Linked DNA regions of Gadus morhua: region 1 is linked to region 2. A link is a contact called in public Hi-C data. All regions are on one chromosome and are shown on one strand. Each heading gives the region's core, a stretch centred on a gene start, on an enhancer-like site or on the middle of the called end of the contact. The rest is flanking DNA. Distances are from core to core; before and after follow the strand shown.

The links. Hi-C and Micro-C count contacts between places; a contact is called where the count stands out from the background.
Region 1: a contact with region 2 is called in a Hi-C map of gill, with 6 times the contacts expected there. The contact joins the promoter of LOC115541415 here to the promoter of cry1a in region 2. A contact is called at or near these places in 5 of 6 Hi-C or Micro-C datasets (blood, gill, gonad and 2 more).

What each region holds. Positions count from the first base shown.
Region 1 is chr4:1,363,883-1,369,827 of gadMor3.0, forward strand. LOC115541415 (zinc finger protein 62 homolog) reads left to right here and starts at 3,768. Exons shown (of 7, transcript XM_030353130.1): 1 at 3,768-3,898; 2 at 5,510-5,712. The coding sequence starts at 3,871. It overlaps LOC115541516 (a long non-coding RNA gene), which reads right to left and starts at 3,754. Exons shown (of 2, transcript XR_003976369.1): 1 at 3,287-3,754; 2 at 1,339-2,248. It overlaps LOC115541443 (ankyrin repeat and BTB/POZ domain-containing protein BTBD11-A), which reads left to right. Exons shown (of 13, transcript XM_030353184.1): 13 at 1-1,075.
Region 2 is chr4:1,213,188-1,219,649 of gadMor3.0, forward strand. cry1a (cryptochrome circadian regulator 1a) reads right to left here and starts at 4,295. Exons shown (of 15, transcript XR_003976348.1): 1 at 2,900-4,295.

The DNA.
Region 1 (5,945 bases), core at 2,518-5,017, 150 kb after region 2:
CTACCTTTAGTCTCCAAGGCCCTCCACCTTATTGCTGTGCCTCAAACAGTCAAACGCAGTATCGCTAGTGTTTCAAAACGATTTGGTGTTGATTTGCACTCAGCTCTCTTCAGTAACTGTACGTTTATTTCTTTCCATATTAGCCCCTTTGTTATTCCTCATTAAACAATAACAAAAAAGTGAATAAAGAAGATCTATTTTGCGCCGTTAAGCTGTGCTTCTCACTGAATGAGCAGTGCGAGTGTGCGTTTGAGTTGTGTGTCGGGTTGTGTTTGGGTGAGCAGCATGGCTCCTTTCTGTGTCCCGGTCAAACTGCGGCGTTGTCCGCCCGCCACGTGACATCTCTCCACGAACCCACGGCGCTGAGCAGCGCCTTGCCTGCGCGTCCGTTCCCCGTCGTCCAACACATCTCAACGCACTCAACACATGCATGCAATACTAAAGAGTAGGAATCCAGGAGCTCACTTTTTTGCAATTTTACCTTTGATGAAAACATGTATATTGTACTATAAATATATATATGTATATATACATATATATATGCATATAAACATATATATATATATGCATATATACATATAAAAAAATACCTGATATATAAATGATAGCTGGTGTTAATAGCAGGGATGTGGTGTAGAGTCTAACGACGTGATGAAGGTGTTGCCGTCGTGCTACAGACAGTGCAAGTGTTCCTGAGATGCTTGGTTTAGAGCCAATAAAACAACGATATTGATGACCTTTACACCGTGTGGGTTGTTTTTGCCACTCTCTCTATTTCACCCATCTCGGCTTAAGAATCAGTTTCTCCTCCCATCAGATACGTGCAACGATTGAGTCTCCAAAATGTTGTGACCCTGGCCTGTTATGATTCTCCACGTAATTCCATTCACGCGCATGCTGAAGATTTGTTTCAAGATTATTTTTTTATACTGTATTATGATACACGAAAAAATTATATTATACTGGGTTTGTTTTGTGTTTATTTTTGTGACTTGACATTGTTTGCAAGTGAGCAATACATTGTCTTGTACAATCGTCTGATGGAGGGGAAAATAAACTTCAGAATTTAAACTCATTATATCCTTAATATTTAGTATTCATATTTAGGGTTGATTGTTCCTTTAATGTCTTATAACTGTCATATTTAGTGTCACACAGGCCAACTTATCTTCCTCGCACAAAGTTAAATCTGTTAAGACTTTCATGCAGATTTAAAGAGGGATGAGGTGAAAGTGTGTTTAATGAGCCACAGAACCGTACCGAATAATTCAGGAGAGCAAATGGTAGAGAGAGACAGGGTGGCACTATGAGGAATTAAATGTCTGAAGTCACAAAGTCTGAAGATGAAGGGCCCTTTATTCCAAAGCATACACTTTCTTATTCAAGGTTGGAGTTTAAAAAATAGGAAAAAGTTGGATTTAGATCAACTAATATAAAAAATAAAAATAAAACATTCAGCAAAGAAGTCAAACTTAAAACGCCAAAAGAGCCCAAACTCAAAACCCACCAAAAAGCACTTACAATGCAGCATCCTGTAACATCATTATTATCTAGCTGAAAACCCACACAGGAATTATGGATGTAGCTGTATTGATTGATTTTCCTCTTACAGAACAAGGGTAATTCAGACTCACTGCCCTCTTTCTCCTGATGGGTTATGTAGAACCCTCACCCACTCTGTCCTACTCTTGCACGTCGTTTTAGGGTCTCTCTCCCCTGTTCCCCGGTGTGAGAGCTGCCTTCACAACTCTGTTCTGGAGGTTTGGCGATGTGAAGGATGCCTGCCCCTTCAACGACCCCGTCTCCACAGGCCGCGGCGCGTGTTCCATTTATATTGATAGTTTATAGTTGTATGGGCCGCATTCCAATAGAATAGTCTGTCTAACACGATTCCACATCTCGCTTCCTGCTCAATCTCCAGATCTTTTCCTCGATCTCCGTTGTGCACACTGTTCTCGTTGTCGAATCCGCGACCCAAAGATCCGCTTTCGTCCACAAATCGTCACGGGTCCCGAGGGTACATTGGTGTCTCCGAATAGGAAATGTTTGAGCGATTATACGTCGCGCGCCGTCATGCAACAAAGGTGCTTGGCTACAGAGTAGGAAGGTTCTGTTTGGTCAGATGATCGACAGTTGGTTGATGACTAATGTCTCTGGCAGCTCGGCTGTTCCGAACCGGTTCCCAGTCTCCCAGTGCTCAGTCGTGATACTGCTGGTGCCCACAGCAGGAGGGATCAAGGAGAACGTTCTGGAACGCAGCCATGGTTTGTGTTGGCAGAGGACGGCCAGGGTATAAAAAGGAGAGGAGTCGAGTTGGATGCATCCTCAGAGCAAAACATTGGCACGCCACAGGTCTTTAAAGCACGTCGTGCTAGCGCCGGGAATTCATCTAGGGGGAGGCGTTATTAGCTACGGCTCTTGTGGTTTGGGGGTTTTAGAGACTAATTAAAAAACATGACTTCTTTAATTGAAATAAGGAAATGAAACAATCAACTCCTTGATGAAAGAACCTTAAATGAGGACCAAACCTCCTGACCCCGCGTTCAGGTGCCCGCTTTGAACGGGTACCTGAACCCTGAATTGTTTCACTTGGTTTTAACGTGGTCGATTCAATTCGGTCTTCAAGATAGTAGGCTAATCTATGACATTTTATTTTATCACTCAATTTAGAGGAGTTACGAAGTTCCAATGCACTTCAACCTCCCAATGAAGGGACATGGGTGGCGAGGTGTGTGTTGATGTGTGGAGCTCCCTCCAGCCAGTGGTGGGTGTGGATGGCTGCGTCCGAGAGAGGGGTAAGATTCTCTGAAACGTATAGAACCGCTAGGGGGTGCTGTTACGCACGAAGCCCTGTGTAAAATCAGTGTAACCACGGCCCCTGGCGGCTATTTTCTTAAAGGACTATGCTGATTTTTTCGAGTTTTGTGTTATTACAATGTGGGTACTATATGCCAATGAAAAATAAGCAATAAAAAAATATGTGACAAAATTGCCGTGATTGTAGTATGGTTCTCGTTTAAAGCTGATTACTATTTGATATGAACGCAGTACATTCATATTTCAATGTATTCATATTTATGAAAGTGGGGAGTCGGTGAATTTCATAGTCATAGAGACAAGGTGTATCATTTATTGAACATGAAACTGCGACATTCCATTTATTTCTATCGCAGTCTTCAGTTTAAGCATTTAATACAAATGTGCGTCCAAATATAATCTTTCCCAACTGCTCTAATGAACGCGGTTGGTTGAATCCCTTCCAAAGAGAAAACGACGCTCTACCTACCATAAGCGATGGGTTTCGGCACACCTGCTCAGCCGGTTGTCAATCAAAGCTGTCCTCTTAATTAACGGCGGAGTTCCCCCCGTCTGTGCCGTCCTGAGGCAGGCTCATTTTAATATACGCGACACTGGTTACATCATGGGCTGCATAGCTGAATTTCACTCTAAAAAAGATACAAGTTGAAATAGTTTCAGAAACAAAAACAAATTCACAAATAATATATACTTGTATTCAAAACTTTGTAACAACTTTTTATTATTGTATGTTATTCATTTCGACTGACAAAAAAAATCGTTTCAAATAAGCTACTTGGAACTTATTATTGTCATAACTCGTCTTGTCATGCAACACAACAGGTGAATAAAGCAGCCATCACCCCCTCGTATGCGGTGCGCGCCCGGGTGTGTACGGTGTCTACAGTTTGCAGCGCATGCTGAACTACATCCGGTCGTTCTGCGCACCCAGCGCAGATATCGAGCCGCCCCTCCTTCCACCCCACTAGCACCGCAGGGTCGGGCGGAGAGTGACTCACAACCATTTCAAGTTAAGACATTTATCCTCTGCTTTTGTCCCATCTGAATACCGAGATGCAGAGCCCGAGTCCTGGTGAGAATGGTAAGGCGATATGGACCTAAAATATAATAAATGTTTTTGCTTATCAAGTTTCTGCAAGATTGTGTGCGCCCGTTTTTCAACATGGCGTACCCCGCTCTGAGACAGTAGCACGGCGCTAGCCCGCTAGCAGGGAGCTAACCCGCTAGCAGGGAGCTAACCGGCTAGCAGGGAGCTAGCCCGCTAGCTGGCTAGTTAGTATGTTAGCCATGATGGCTAGCCGTAGCTCGCGGGTAACCTGTCAAACCGACCTCATCACAACTCGGGGCGATATCTGTTGAGTAACAACCGCGATCAAGGATCACAAGGTATAACTTATAACACAACTACTACCGTCACAACCTCTCGATACCTGCAGATACACAATGTTTCACAGAAAGTAGAATAATAAATAGCAAATACAATATAAACGTTCAAATGCGCTGTTTGATAGCCATAATAGAGGACATGCTGGGAATCCTCCTTTGCACCACGAATGCAATGTATGTTACCGATATTATGTAAAGTAAAATAATCTTAGCCATTTCTCTGTCGTTCCCTTACAAGACTCCAGATCCCACATAATGCAAAACTGAGACTCAATCAAAAGTTATCCTCATGATTCTGACCCCACACTGTACGGCTACAGGGCATGCGCATCAGAATGCATCATGGGAGTTTTGGGTCGAGATATTACGCCATGTTGAGAGGACCCAAGGGAGTTGTTGTACTGTAGACCCTGAATTAAAAAAAATCCTAAATCCATAAAAAATGTAGCTTTGACACGTCTTGCATTATAAACAGCAGTTTCAAATCCAACAATGTCTTCCCATGATGACACAGGATTTCATGATTAATTACTAAACAATGACCAAATAAGCATTAACACCAGCACAGTAACTAACATCCAGTCCTCTATGCTTCCAAAATGGAGGCGGTCACTGTGATGTACTGTTGCTTCGGCCCCAAAGGCATAGCCGGCTATTGCCAGACCAAGGCTGCTCAATCGTAAATTGCACGTTGGTCAGGGGGGGAAACTACATGGGGTCTTTGAATTATCGTACATAACAAACTCTGTAGGTGGCGAAGAAGTAAAAGCTGCTCACGTTTTGAACCACACACTTTTCCCATCTAGATTCCCCTTGGGTTTTGGATTGTCGGTGCCATTAAAGTAGCATTTATAATCGTTTACTCCTTCAACGGCACCGACAATTCAAAACCCAAGTGGAATCTAGATGGAACCAGGAGCCTCGGAGGCAGCTCGATAGGCTGCTTGCCGTCGCTTCCCTGTCGTCATTGTGTAAAACCAGCCAATGGCGCACCAGGGGGAAAAGCCAGCTTGGTGATTCGCTCCTGCAAAAAAAACGTATCGGAAGCAGAAAGAAATGTATTGCTCTTCTCCCGACCCTTCTGCCGGCGGATTGAATTGAAGTGTGTGTGTGTGTGTGTGTGTGTGTGTGTGTGTGTGTGTGTGTGTGTGTGTGTGTGTGTGTGTGTGTGTGTGTGTGTGTGTGTGTGTGTGTGCGCGTGCGCGAGAGCGAGAGCGTCTGTCGCCTGCTCGTGTCGATGCACTTCGCGTGACCCAGGCTACCAAAGGCCTGAGCTGATCCCCTCCTCTCCTCCTCCTCCTCCCAGAGGCCCATCTCCCGCTGCCGTCCCTGCGTCTCTTCGTGCCGCCGCTGCGCCTGGTTTCAGCCGCCATGTGGCAGGTGGTCCAGCGGGGCGACGTCCAGGGCTACGGGCTGCTGGAGGAGTTCATCAGCACCGTCACGGACATCGTTCCAGAACTCTTGAATCCCGACCAGAAGGCCCAGCTCCTCTTGGGACTCCGAGCGAGGGTGAGAGAAGGATTGTTGCTCAAGGAGTTTTCAGAAGTTGAGAAACTTCTCCTTTTTATACACATATATATATATATATATAACGGTAATGTAATTCCATAGTCAAGCTATTTTGACACAGTCTGGAAGTGCCAGACTAATTTGCAAATGCGTGTTAATCTCCAAGCTGCCCGTTCCTTTTCGATTTCCAAGGGTCGTTATTTACCTAAGTAGGCACAGACGCAGATTCTAAA
Region 2 (6,462 bases), core at 3,045-5,544:
ACACACACACACACACACACACACACACACACACACATTACCCTGCCTGCCCTGCTAAAGGGAACCTTGGCAGACCGCCAGTAAATGTTCTGAACGCTGCAGAAAGCACACCGAGTGCTAGGCTACGGGCCCGCGGCCGCGGAGGAACAGCTAAACGTAATGTTCCCGGGTGTCTGGTGTCGTTAGCCTCATACTAGCTCACCCTAGCCCTGTTCCAAAAGACATTTCCGCGAAGCTTTCACTTTTCAGGTCGGCTTTCATGCAGTTTGGGTTGAATTTATTCTGTTTTTTTGTCACCTTCTTTGTCGAACCTTAGACATACACTTTGTTGGGCTCAGACTTTATATTTTCACTTCATCATCCAACTTTATATTTTCCCCACTGAAAGCATTAAATGATTACCCTGTTTATAGATTTTTTTGGCAAACCATTTTATTACATCGATAAAGTAATGGACAGACAGGCCAAGGCTGCATTATCAAGTTTGTTCTTGAAAGTGAGAACATAAGTTTGTACATCACATGCCACCTGTATTTGAGTCCAGGTCCTCTCTCTTCAACTCGTTTTGGCATCCACACTGAATCCATAAAAAGAGGATACATCACACTCACACACACACACACCCACCCCTTCATTCCCATTTAAGCAGTGTGAATACTACTGTACTCATCACTCAGTAAGGTGCTACAGAAAGGTGCGACCAGATCTGACTCACACATCGACTCAGACGTACTTCACAGAACAACACAGGTGCAATCTTGATGGAGCTCTAGAGCATAAACGAAAGTCTTTCGACTATCCTTCCATATGCAAGCGCATTTGTGTGTTTCTATTTGTAATGGAACTGAATACGAGTACATATACACACAGACCGACACAGACTCCCTGTCCGAGTCCCTACAGCCTGCAAATCTCTTGACCCAGAAGGCCGGTACACTTCACACACACGTAAGCAACTTGCAATATTATGTTTTCGGTTGCTGTGGAAACCCATCAGGGTTCTTAGGAGGGGGCCTTCTGTGCCCGCAGTGGTTTTTCTCATATATATATATATCCAGTGTATATACATCCACCACGGTTTGACTCAGTGTTCACAGCTGGAGGCGAGGTGAGAGCGATTTGAGGACTTAAAGGAGAACTTGAGGATTCTCTCCTCAAACCGGAACCTATATTCCGGGCGGTTTGGGTCGAAGGGACTTATGCTTCAACGGTTTTTGACCAGGTTTCAGTGCACTCGTAATCTACAAACACGGGCTGAAATGTTATTGTAATTGTAGCGTAATTTATGGCTGACAGATTCTGAATATTTTCTAACATCATGCGAGGGATCCCTAGGGTGAAAGACGCCTTTTAGTTTTTTATGTTTCATCTCATCCCAGTCTGTTTGAATGATTGTCTCATAGGCCTATTTGTATTGGCTGAGGTAGTTGTGGTTCCAGGTATACAAATACTCATCACTCAATGATGATTTTATTTTAACAATCACAGCCTAATCCGGGATGACTAGGAACAAGATGTCACTAAAACCAGTGATTGTTGCTTAGGTTTGCAACCTAAAGAAGAAAAAACTACTAATATAAATGCAGAATACGATTTGTTCTTTCGATTTTTTATTATTCATTCAGTTACTTATTATTTATTTATTAACTGTGACTTGAGGGAGGTGACATTTTGGCAAAATTGAGGTCCATCACTGCATTAGTATTCATCACCTGAGTACGAGTGGCAAAAAAAAAACACACGCAAGGCATTAAACGATGCATTACCCATCCTAAGAAAACAACCTATCGCTAATTCATGAATGCATATCTAAAAATAATAGTTAACGTAACTACTAGACACATACAAATGTGTATGACGTATCCAAAGCTAAAGGCTGGTTAAAGACAGTGTTGGTGGTTCACCGACTGCGGAGAACAGAGGAGAATCCTCAAAAAACATGAGAAGTGGGTCGCGGATGACGTCCGTGTTGTGAATGTACCAAACACAAATAGACATATTGAGTCATCCTGCTTAAGTGCAGCCCTTTTTTTTATAACCGGCAAAACCTTCAAATGTAAAATCGATGACCGCACATCCAGCAGCGGCCTCATGCAGAGCGTCTCTCAGCGGACCCCGCTGCTGCGACCATTCATAACAGAGACTTCTGTTACGCATTGTTGTTAACAGAGGGCCGCCAGGAGGGTCAACCTGGGACTGTTCTTATCGTGGAAGAAGAAGAAGAAGAAGTGGGTCAAAACAAAGCCCTGGCGAGGGACGCCTCTCGGCTAACACAGTGACCCACTTGAACCGTCGATTCGATGCGATTGTTGTAAGTCATCCGGATTCGACCACTCTGCATTTTTTACTTTTAATCTAAAAACTAAACTATAAATTTCATCGATCCAACATGTCAGAAACTTGACCACTCCGGTGGTGTGCGTCATGTCTTGTTGCGCAGTTGGTAACACAACGAAAGAGTTATATGATATCGAATAACAACTATACAGTACACACACGTTAGTACTTCACCGACATGTGCAATGTTGGGATTTAACCAAACCCCTGTTTCTACGGATGGGGCTCGGCACTCAGACAGGAGGATGACGGCGACTCAGACTTCAACTAGAAAGCCGCGCGTTTATCTCCATCACGTGACGCGTCCAAGCTCAAGATGCATAGCTCCGTGACCATTACACCCACCCCTCCCTCGCTCACCCTGTTATGCATCCACTGTCCCCCCCACCACCCCCCCATGCAGTCATTCATACTTACGTCACTTTTTGGATAACATTAACCTTAATGAAATGTTGGATGCCTGAATTAACTTTAAACCTATAAACCAGCTGCGTCTATACTCGCATATGGCATTCGGCCTCCAACGCGATGACGGCGGGTGTGATGCGTCTGTTGGTCTCACCTCCACCTGCTGATCCCCACGTTGGAGGAGCCCGCGAACCAGGGGTCGAGGATGTAGACGCAGCGCACCGTGTCCGCTCCCTGGATGCAGTCCTCGAGCGCCGGGTTGTCGTGGAGCCGCAAGCCCTTCCTAAACCAGTGGATGGTGTTCACAACCATCACTCAACCGGGCGAGTGCTTTACGATAAAGACTCTATATTCAAAAAATAAATAAAGGTCTGCTCGGTTTTGTGGAACGATCTTCTTTGCTTTGGTCAACGAAGAGAAAAAATGCGTAAAATCAAGGCCACAGCGTAACCCGGGGATGGTCTTGCTTGATCAACAGAAACAGGCCGATTTTTAACCTTGTTCTAATAAAAGCTTGTCCATCATGTCATAGAATACAGAAACTGGTGACTTCTGAACCATTGGTCCAAGAGTCTGCGCTCTACGGCGATGCGAACAGGTACTCGACCGGCGTTAGGACCGTGTGTGGCGGTCCCCAGCCTTCTGTTGTATAACTTGTTTTTTCTAAATTGTGGAGAAAAAGCGTACCAATGCTCTGTGACACGTTTGTCAATGCCCTATAAACTTGCAATAACTAGCGCCGCGGCTACACGCAAAATAGAAGAAATCAGACACGACACGTCCACGCAATTAAAGAATTAACTGTATCGCGCCGTGGGAAGACTGTCAACTCCTCGAAGTGAAAGCCCTTCAATACAATTGACCGGAGAATGTTTTTTACAGTCTACCGATAAAAAACTGAGCAGATACTCAGCAGTCGATGAGTCTTACTGAGTCGTACACCAAGGCAGTGCTGATGCTCGGGTACATATCTCAGATTTGGAGGAGAGGAGACACGCACCGTCTATGCAACGGAACCTCGATTCGCCTACATCCGTCATGACTCCGCCCATAGCATGACGCACATGACTTCGAGCTTCGCTATTGGCCGAAACCGCAGACGTCGGTACCGAGTTGTCACGTTTCTGCAATGCTCCCCGCCACATTCCGACTTTATTCAATAATATTCACTAAATATTTGATATAAAGTGATATTAATGACATGAACACCATTTTCATTGATTAATATCTATATTTCGTTGAATATTTTGAGTGATTTCTAGATAGTTATTATGTTTGTAGTTGACGCCCCACGACTTGCCCCGCCCACTAATCTGTAAACACCTTGAAAATACCCGGATGATCACATGAACCACGGCATGATCGCGGCGACCATGTGCCATGCAACTGCAATGTTGTTCTCATGTGCGTGTGTGCGCGCGCGCGTTTGTCTAAGTCAGAAACCTTGATTTTTTCTGTGTATGGTTTATGTAATGTTATTGTAATGTAATGTATACATTCATAGGTATAATATATAAGGTTTATAATAGCCTAATATAGGATTTGTTTGTTTTTCTTTGGATGGGCCAATGAGGCACGTTATTTTATTAAGAACGCAGATGTTAATAGTGATCGTTTTAATATATAGGCGTGCATATCGGGTCATCATTTAGTTTAACAGTGCATAAATGATGTAGCCTATTTGGTGTTTCTATCATGAAACTTTCACTCCATGTGTATTTACAGGAGGCGTAAATGTGTCACAAAAATCTTATATAAACGGGCACCTATAGGCTATTACGCAACGAAAAGCTGTTGATTCTTGAGTGCGTGTGTGTTTCGTCTGTTGGCCAAACGGTGGCGGTATAGCATCACGGAATCCTTAACCTGTTAGTCTTGACGTAGGCCAATGTTTTCTGGGAAATCAATAAAATAAAATACATTTTTGAACATTTACGATTTTTTTCACTACTGATCCGTATTAAAACCCCCTACAAGGTCTTTGTACGATATTACGCTACATGATGAGCGAAATGTCGGCATATTGTATTGTATGCTAAAGCGTAATGGAATGCTGAAATATTCCCAGGCAGCATCACAAGTTAGCATCACCAATCTTATACGGTCTAACTTTGTATTGATTATTATTTATAAGTTGCTGTTAGCAAGCAACTAAGATTATGTCTTTGCAGTAGTAATTAATGATAGAAATGATTAGGCTAATGCAACATATAAGCACAAGTCATCTGAGTTTGCGTGTAAGCATGCATTGTGTGTGTGTGTGTGTGTGTGTGTGTGTGTGTGTGTGTGTGTGTGTGTGTGTGTGTGTGTGTGTGTGTGTGTGTGTGTGTGTGTGTGTGTGTGTGCATCATGATAAAAAAAGACGTAGGCTTTAACGCCTTATTTGTTTTCCTTTGCTTTTGTTTGTTTGTATCGACATTCTGCTTCGACAAATTGGGGTCATCATTCTGTTTCCACACATTTCTACCGGGATGATAATTCAACGTAAAGAAATAGCGAGGGGCCCAAAACAGTGTGTGTAAGTGTATGTGCTTGTGTGTGTGTGTGTGTGTGTGTGTGTGTGTGTGTGTGTGTGTGTGTGTGTGTGTGTGTGTGTGTGTGTGTGTGTGTGTGTGTTTGTGTGTTTGAGGGTGGGGGAGGGGGGGGGGGGGGACAGATGGTTCAGCTCGTGCGCGAGGAGGAGATGCCCCAGCAGCATGATGAATCATTCCGCCGCAACCAACTGTTAATCTCCGCCTGGCCTCGGAATCCAGCCTCGTCACGCACTCCGTCCCTCCTCACCCGCCGACCGAGAAAGATAACACACAAACCGCTGGACTATAATATTTCTATCTATTTCGAAGGACAATGCTGGAAATAAGGCTTTTACTTTTGCATGTCATCATTTGGATTACTGTTTTAGCGTCTTGATCAAGAAATAAATCAAATCAAATAAAGATCTAGACGTTTATTATCTGCTCCGCCATGAAGGTCGCTTCTCTCTTCATTTGACCGGGTTTGACCCCGGATCATTCGGCTGGTTCCGCCTTCTCCCCGCAGCACGGAGGCCCCGGGGCCTGAAACAAGACGGAACCACACCTGAAACTGATTCAAATGGGAACGAGGTGTGGTTTGTGAATCCTGATCCATCGGATCAAGATCTATTGACATTTCCTACCTGCAATTAAATTAGTCTGGAGGACGTGCGCGGGCGCGCACGCGCATTTGTGTCCGTGTGCCTGTGTGTGCTTCTGTTTGCGCGCGCGCATGTGTGACTCCGGCTTTCCGATTTTAAAAGGTACAATATGCTGTAATTCCATAAACTGAAGGTTCGGCCATACGTCCAGACCCCCGTGTTTGGGACCAACAGGTGGTCCTCATGCAGAGTGAAGGCTACATTCCGTTGGTAGCCGAAGTAGTTTTTTTAACCCATGTCTTTGCGGACGGGCAACAGCCTGTATGATGACGGCCCCACCTCTCGCGGAGACTCCCATGCGGGGCGCGCGCTTCTGTACAACGCGCGTGATGCAGTATAGGATAACGAGAAAGGGGGTTGAGCGCTCGGGTGACGCGCAATAAGTTGTGGGCACAAGAAGCACTACGCATCCCAGTCCAGTCACAGGAGCGGCTCCCGTCCACGTCGGTCGCTCATCCAACCATCGCGATCATTTACCTGGGGAAATACCGCACGCGCGTTCGCGACCCGACCCGCGGCTGGAATAACGCGTTTTAAACGAC